Linked DNA regions of Mus musculus: region 2 is linked to region 1. The links are chromatin contacts, called in public promoter capture Hi-C maps. All regions are on one chromosome and are shown on one strand. The core of a region is the stretch at or near the end of the contact, and the rest is flanking DNA. Distances in the headings are between cores, read along the strand shown. Region 1 holds the start of Tmem141 (transmembrane protein 141). Region 2 holds the start of Mrps2 (mitochondrial ribosomal protein S2).

Region 1 (4,089 bases), core at 1,317-3,816:
AGAATTATAGCCACCACCGAGTAGCCGTTGGGCCTTGATCCTCCAGAACTGTGGGCTAAAATAAATGTTAGCTGCCTGGCATGGTGGCGCATGCCTTTAATCCCAGCAAGGTGGATTTCTGAGTTCGAGGCCAGCCTGGTCTACAGAGTTAGTTCCAGGACAGCCAGAGCTACACAGAGAAACCCTGTCTCGAGCCCCCCCCCCCAAATGTTTAGCTGTTTGGCCACAGAGGTGCATGATTACATCTTCTTACCCCCTTCCTTCCTTCTTTCCTTTCTTCTTTCTTCTTTCTTAATTTCGTTTTTCAAAACAAGGTTTCTCTGTGTAGTCCTGGCTGTCCTAGAACTCACTCTGCAGACCAGGCTGGCCTTGAACTCAGACCCTTCTGCCTCTGACTCCCAAGTGCTGGGATTAAAGGTGTGCACCACTATGCCTGGCCTCTCTTTTTTCCTATTAGACCTGTATTTATTTATGTCGTGTGCATACATAATGGGAACCCATATGCCGCAGTGTGCATGTGGAGATTGGAGGACAACTTCAGGGGGAGTGGTTACTCCATCCACCATGTGGTTCCTGGGGATCAAGCTCAGATACCAGGGTTAGCACTAGGCGCTTCACCCACAGAACAACCTCACTAGCACGTGTTTAATTGCTTCAGAGCTCACATAGGAAAAAGGACAAGCCATTTATTAGCTACAACTCTCCAACATTCTCCTTGGATTTGGGGCAGAGATCAGAGAAAGCACTCAAGTCTCTCTCAACACATGCAGGCTGCTGCTCCAGCAGCTGGGTGCAACAGGATTCAAGCCTCTCTGAGGCTCCTTGCTGCTCTGCGGAAGATCTCCCCCTCCCAAGCCTTGTTCCGAGCTGGCAGGTCCTGGATTTGGTGCAGCAGTAGTCTTCACAGGTTTTTCAGGCAGGACCCCACATGCATGTGTAGGAGAGAGATGACACTAGAGGATGCATGTGTGTGTGTGTGTTTGCTGAGGTAGGAGGGACTGTCCTGGAGTTAGATGACGTTAGATCTGTGCTCTAGGATCTTCCCTGCTTCGCATCCTGCACCTCAGCAGCCAGAGCGCTTCTAGTCGTGAGGATCTGTAAGAGGCAAAGGGAGGCGGGTGGAGTCATGTCTGTGGTTTTGGAGTCCCTGATCTTGTTCTGTCATGACAAAAGGTCCTGTCAGATGTGGTTACACAGACTTAGGGTCCTAAGCATGGGAGGAAGCAGCAGCAGAAGCAGGAACTCAAGACCAACCTGGCCTATAGACTCTTTCCTCAGAAGAGCAAAACAAAAAATCTGAGCCCAGAAACACGCATGGGCAGGCCTGAGGTCACCATCTTGGTATCAGATTCAGGGTCACAGCCCTGGACACTTTTTTTCCTGAGTTGTCTGTGTAGCTGCTGTGTCCTGCCCCACACCTTACAAGGCCCTTCCCTCTGTCTCAGGGTCACCATAATTTTTGGATATTCCTTCTGGGAATGCACTGCTCAATCTTTGTTATGCTTGCTTCTAGCCCCAGCCTCTCCGGGGGGAAGTAGGACTGGCTAGATCGAAAGGCTTCAGTCCGTCTTTTGAGTCTTGTGGGCTTGCCTTCCTGAAACTGCTAGCTGTCCCTCTGGGCCCCTCTCACCTGTGCTTATGTCTTTGGGGAGCTGCCCGGTCTCCAGGAAGAGCCAGAGATTGCTGCATTTCTGACACTCCATACTTGTCACTCTGTAGCTGGCCACAGATCCTGCAACTGGAGAACAGGAAGCAGGAGGGTGGGTGCACTTTTCAGAAGGGGACCTGGCACAAGCTAGTTCTGGGCAGACAGGGTGGGTAGGCTGCAGCCCAAACAGGTTGGATCGCAGTCAGGGTTTTATTGGAAACACACCAACACTGTAGAGTCACTGGTAATGGATGCATTTCAGGGCCTAGGCACCCACCGTGGAGTACTCACTGGCAGACACTAGGAAGCTCCACTGCACAGGGTATGGAAACTTCCTCTTAATGAACATCAGCAGGCCAAAAGTCGCACCAGTGCCTGCCAAGAGCCAAGCAAAGTGCTGGTCAGGGTACCTGCTGCACCTGCAGGCAGGATGACTTGGCGCCGCCTGCTGGACAGACAGGGTGGGACGAAAGGTTACATTTTTACCCCTTTAAGGAATTCTTTTGCTCCCCAAGACCTCTTACCTGTGACAAAAGTGAAAACGCCCTTCATGAAGGCGTGCGACTGGCAGGCAGCAAATTCCTCGAGTCCCTGGGATTAGGGGGCGGGGAAGGTGTTCGTGGCTCAGTTCTCTTTCCTCGCCTCCTGCTTCTCCTTTAGCCACGACCTGGCCTTGGCGAGGGAGAATGGATATATTCCACCCTCCCCTAAACCCATTTAGCGTGCCCTATCCCTAAGTCAGGAGGGTTCCCCCACTCCTCCACTCCCTGACAGGGCTTCCCCTGCCTCTACTTTGCCTCAGGTCAGCATCGTAGGGTCAGCTCTCTGGCCCCCAGGCTAGCCTTCTCACCGGGTGCCTGGCGGCCACGGCGTCATCCACACGGGACAAGCCCAGATTCACCATGGTTGGTCAGGTTCTGCCAGGGAGGACTTGGGGGGCGGGGCGGGGCTCAAGACTCGGGCCTGCGCAGAACGCAGAACGTAGCAGAGACAGTCAAGCTCTGTCCGGCTTAGGGGGCGGGACCTATAACCGCGAGCTTCTGATGGGCGTGACAGAGCAGTTGAAATTGGGGGTTTTGTGACCTCGAACCAGGCCTAACTTTCCTCACCCCTCATTTTCATACTCATAGAGCACATTGATTGTTTTTGTTTTTGTTTTAGATTTATTATATGTAAGTACACTGTAGCTGTCTTCAGGGAGTCACATCTCATTACAGATGGTTGTGAGCCACCATGTGGTTTCTGGGATTTGAACTCAGGACCTTAGGAAGAGCAGTCCGAGCTCTTAGCCACCGAGCCATCTCTCCAGCCCCCACATTGATTGTTCTTACTACATGAGATGGGACTTTAAGACTACAGTTAAGGGTTCTCTCTCTGAAAGGCACAACAGAATTCCAGAAGTTCACTCGAACCCTTTTTTGGTGTCAGGGCATGGGGTCCTATGGAAAAGTTCACAGAGTTCCTCGCCCTCTTCCTCCACTCCCCGCTTCTTTCTCTTCTTCCCCCTCCCCTCTTTTCTTTAAGAAAAGGGTTCTCTGCTTAGCCCTGGCTGTCCAACTTGCTCTGTAGGGCAGTCTGGCTTCCAACTCAGAGATTTGCCTTTTTTTGCTTCCCAAGTACTGGGCCTAAAGGCATGTGCCACCATACCCAGATACACATTTCGTTTCCTTCCTTCCTTCCTTTCCTCCCTTCCCTTCCCTTCCCTTCCCTTCCCTTCCCTTCCCTTCCCTTCCCTTCCCTTCCCTTCCCTTCCCTTCCTTTCCCTTCCTTCCTCCTTTCCTTTCCTTTCCTTTCCTTTCCTTTCCTTTCCTTTCCTTTCCTTTCCTTTCCTTCCTTCCTTTTCCTTCCTTCCTTCCTTCCTTCCTTCCTTCCTTCCTTCCTTTCCTTCCTTCCCTTCCCTTCCTTCCTTCCTTCCTTCCTTCCTTCCTTCTTCTTTTCCTTCTTTCAAGATGATAATTGGGTGCTTAGAGAGATGGCTTGGCAGTTAAGAGTGCTCTCTCTATTTCCAGGGCTCTCATGCAGCTCATAACCGTTTGTAGCTTCAGTCCCAGAGATCCACTCTCCTTGTTTGGCTTCCACAGGTAGTAGGTACATGTGCTACACAGACATATATGCAGGCAACACACACACACACAGGAAATGAAAAGTTTTTTTTAAAAGGTTGATTATTGCTTATTAATTAAATAATATTTCAAATAAAATCTAGAGCAACACAGATACTTCTAAAAGTAAAAAAGCCCCACAAGTGTTGCCATCTGGCATTAGCTGGTACCAAACAGTGGAAGAGTCATGAAGAAGGGGCTCTACAGGGATTCCCAGTCAGTGCCTGTTCCCTTCAGGATTCTTGGGAGCCCCGGGGTATCTAGGGAGAAGCCCTTGAGTGGGCACCCCTCTGTCTTCAGACCCCCACTCCAGCCTCTGTTGTCTCCCTTCTCCCACCT
Region 2 (3,762 bases), core at 16-2,515, 2.8 Mb after region 1:
GCACATAGTTCAGCATTAATGACGTGCTAGCGCAATGCCAGGAGGCAGATCTCTGAGTTCGAGGCCAGCCTGATTTAAAAAGAGAGTACTAGACCAGTCAGGAGTATATAGTGAAACCCTGTCTTAACAACAATAATAAAAATAAATAGTAATTTTAAAACAAACAATAAAAAATTACTTAGGGCACAGTGTGGTGGTGTGCACCAATAATTCCAACACCCAGGGGACAGAGGCAGTCAGATCTCTATGAATGTCTGGCCAGTCAGGGAGATTGTTGTTGTTGTTGTTGCTGTCATCGTCGTCGTCATCATTGTCAATGTCATCGTTGTTGTCGTCATAGTTTAATGTAATTTGGGGATGGAGAGATGGCTCAGCAATTTAGGGCATTCATTGCTCTTGTAGGGAACCTGGATTCAACTCCCAGAGCCTACAAGGTGACTCATAAACACTTTTAACTCTAGTTCCTGGAGGTCAGACACCTGCTCTCCACAGGGACAAGGCACTCACAAGGTACACATACATACATGTAGGCAAAAAATAAGTAAAACTAAAACAAATGTTAAAAAATAAAAAAAATGCATGCTGGAGCGACGACTCAGCAGTTAAGAGCACTGACTGCTCTTCCACAGGTCCTGAGTTCAATTTCCAGCAACCACATGGTGGCTCACGACCATCTGTAATGGGATCTGATGCCCTCTTCTGGTGTGTCTGAAGATAGTCACAGTGTATTCATATACATAAAATAAATAGTTTTTTTTAATGCACTTATAAAACAAACAATAAACGGGGCGGTGGTAGGGCATGCCTTCAATCTCAGCTCTCCAGAGGCAGAGGCGGGTTGCTCTCTGAGTTCAAGCCAACCTGGTCTACATAGCGAATACCATGACAGTCAAGGCTCAAGGCTACGGAGAAACCGGGTCTCAGGAAAAACAAAACAAAACAAAACAAAAACAAAAACAAAAACAACAACAAAAAAAAACAGCAACCCTAAAAACAACCTCTAAAAACCAATTTGAACAAGAGGGTCGCCTCCTCCAGAGGATGCTGTAATTTTATCGAGAGGAACGAGCTGTGGGTGAGAGGTCGCTCATTCTAGCTCAGCCCCACGTCCCAGCTGAGTGCAGACCACTGGTCACAGTGCCAACTCGCCCATTTACAAGGATGCGGGCGCAGCGAGCGGTGCACAGCGGAGAGGGTCCTCCGGGCCAGCAAGCGGCGCTGCGACCCCGCGCGCTCAGAGGAGGAGGCGCTCTGCCGGGCAGGAAGAGTCTCTGCAGGATCTCTGTCCACGCGCCCGCCATGGCGCCCGCTCCGGCCGTGCTGACCCGGCTGCTGTGTGCAGGTGAGCGCGGTGAATCTCGGAGATGGGGGGAACCCGGGGATCCGAGAGGGGAGGACAGGGACGAGGGTTGGACGCGCCCCCACCGGCTCTTTCCCCGCAGGTGTGCGGCGCTGGCCAGGTTTCCTGCAGAAGGCGATCCCGGGCCCTGCGGAGCAGAATGGTAGGAAGGTCACGGGAGCCCCGGTCCCCGCAGTCAGCGAGCCCCAGGATGGCGACGGTAAAGATCAGCGGGTGGAGCTGGGCCGGGGCGCGGAATCGTGGAGAGGTTGTCATTGCAGGGTCCCCAAAGGAACCCAGTACCAATCTAAGTGTGGTGGGAGGGAGATAGAACCCCTGTGGCCTGGTAGCTCTCGAAACCCGTGAAGACTTACTTTTGTATCTGTCCATCTTGCTGGTCTTCTGGAGGGGCGTTTAAGGCACCCGAAGTCAACGAGGCCCCTGGTTCGTTTTCCTCTTACATCTGTGGAGATTAAGGGAAGAGGACTTGGCCAGGTTTTCCCCGCACACAGTCACTTTAGACCTTGACACTAGTCCCTCGGTGTTGCAAAAATGCCCCTGTGTCTTCCAGATCTTTCCTGGCGTTTCCTCACAGCTTTGAGTTTCCCACTCCCAGGAGACTGGTGAGTCTTTGGTTGGTTGGTGATGGGCCACAGTGTCTGCCCTTACTCTCTTTTTCAGATTTCCAGAGCAGGATCCTAGATACGCCATTACAGCATTCGGATTTCTTCAATGTCAAGGAGCTGTTTTCTGTGAAGAGCCTCTTCGAGGCCCGAGTACACCTGGGACATAAAGCTGGTTGCCGCCATAGGTAGTTGGCACAGGCCGTGTGGGCAGAGTGGTGGAGTTGGGTCAGGGTTGGAAGTGGGGGCAGGGTGGGGGTGTCTGCGGCAACACCAAGTGCAGTGCTAGTATTGATGCTGGTTCACAGACAGGGTGAAAACTGAGGGTCATGGCAGGCGGGGGAGCCCGGTGGAGAGGACCTGCTGTATAGAACAGAAGTGGCCCTAGAGAGTTAAACTGGGCAGAGCACCTTGGTTGGGTTCATGTTTATCTGCAGTTGGTTCTCAAATCTCCACAGGGAGAAGGTGGGACAGGTTGAGCCACAAACCTGATTGTCTGTGCGCAAGTCCACACCTGTGTCCCCAGCCCATCACTCCCTAGGCAGGAGTAGTGGGAGTTGGTAAATGTAAGAGCCTGGGTGGCTGGTAGGTAGGTGGCTGTGGAAGGGGCAGGGCAGCTCCACGCACACGGGTCCGTTTACCCTGGGGGTTTTTTGGCAGGTTTATGGAGCCGTACATCTTTGGGAACCGCCTGGGCCAAGATATCATCGATCTGGATCAGACAGCCTTGAATCTCCAACTGGCTTTGAACTTCACCGCGCACGTGGCCTACCGCAAGGGCATCATTCTGTTTGTGAGCCGGAATCGTCAGTTCTCTCACTTAATTGAGACTACAGCCCAGGCCTGTGGGGAGTACGCCCACACCCGCTACTTCAAGGGTGGCTTGCTGACTAACGCACAACTCCTCTTTGGGCCTTCAGTCCGCCTACCAGACCTCATCATCTTTCTGCACACACTCAACAATGTCTTTGAACCCCATGTGGCTGTGAGGGATGCAGCCAAGATGAACATCCCCACAGTGGGCATTGTGGACACCAACTGCAACCCATGCCTCATCACTTACCCTATCCCTGGCAACGACGACTCGCCCCAAGCTATCCAGCTCTTCTGCAAGCTCTTCCGGACAACCATCAACAGGGCCAAGGAGAAGAGGAGGCAGATGGAGGCCCTGCATCGGCTGCAGAGTCCCAAGGGGTCCGAGGGCAGTGGGACATCTCCTGTGCCTGATAAGAGCCATTCCCCATAACAGAAAGCCCTTCTCCCACACTAGATAGCCAGCCCTCTTCTGAGCAGGAAGGTCCTTGTCCAACCCTGGTCTGTGTCCCCACTCCCTGTCCTCAGCATCAGCACCACAGTCCTATTTCCTTAGATATGGCCACCCCAAAGTCCAATGATCTTGAGCTAACCCTTATCTGTCTCTTTTCTGGGAACAAACTCAGGTAAAGTACCTAGTCACATGGCCTCTGGCATCCATTAAGACTTGAACATAGCTAGCCAAGTTTCCGCTTTTCAGTTAAAATTAATCCTCCATTGTCTGCTAATTAATCCTTCATTCTCTGAAGAAAATTCCAAGCAAAACCAACACTGATGTCCCTCAGGACCCCCAGTAGTTGCCTCTAGACCTGTAACCAGGCTAAGCAGGCTCCCAGAGGGAAGATAGGAAGTATAGTCCATGCATTGTGCTGCACTACTAAAGAACTTAATGAGTTTGCTAATTCATTCAAGCAGAAGTCTGGGGAATATATGTGGGAATGGATTTTAAAGGTTTGGGGTAATGGAAAGAACATAAAACTGAATCAG

The links. Promoter capture Hi-C pulls out the DNA fragments that hold promoters and counts their contacts.
Region 2: a promoter capture Hi-C map of cranial neural crest shows a contact between it and region 1. The contact joins the promoter of Mrps2 here to the promoter of Tmem141 in region 1. A contact is called at or near these places in 4 of 39 promoter capture datasets (cranial neural crest, hippocampal neurons, liver and 1 more).

The regions. Positions count from the first base shown.
Region 1 is chr2:25,619,436-25,623,524 of GRCm38.p6, forward strand. It overlaps Tmem141 (transmembrane protein 141), which reads right to left and starts at 2,567. Exons shown (of 5, transcript NM_001040130.3): 1 at 2,499-2,567; 2 at 2,173-2,239; 3 at 1,940-2,023; 4 at 1,631-1,738; 5 at 631-1,095. The coding sequence starts at 2,552. The coding sequence ends at 1,082. All of the region lies in intron 5 of Fcnaos (a long non-coding RNA gene), which reads left to right.
Region 2 is chr2:28,466,801-28,470,562 of GRCm38.p6, forward strand. It overlaps Mrps2 (mitochondrial ribosomal protein S2), which reads left to right and starts at 1,266. Exons shown (of 4, transcript NM_080452.3): 1 at 1,266-1,342; 2 at 1,443-1,559; 3 at 2,021-2,150; 4 at 2,623-3,762. The coding sequence starts at 1,300. The coding sequence ends at 3,208.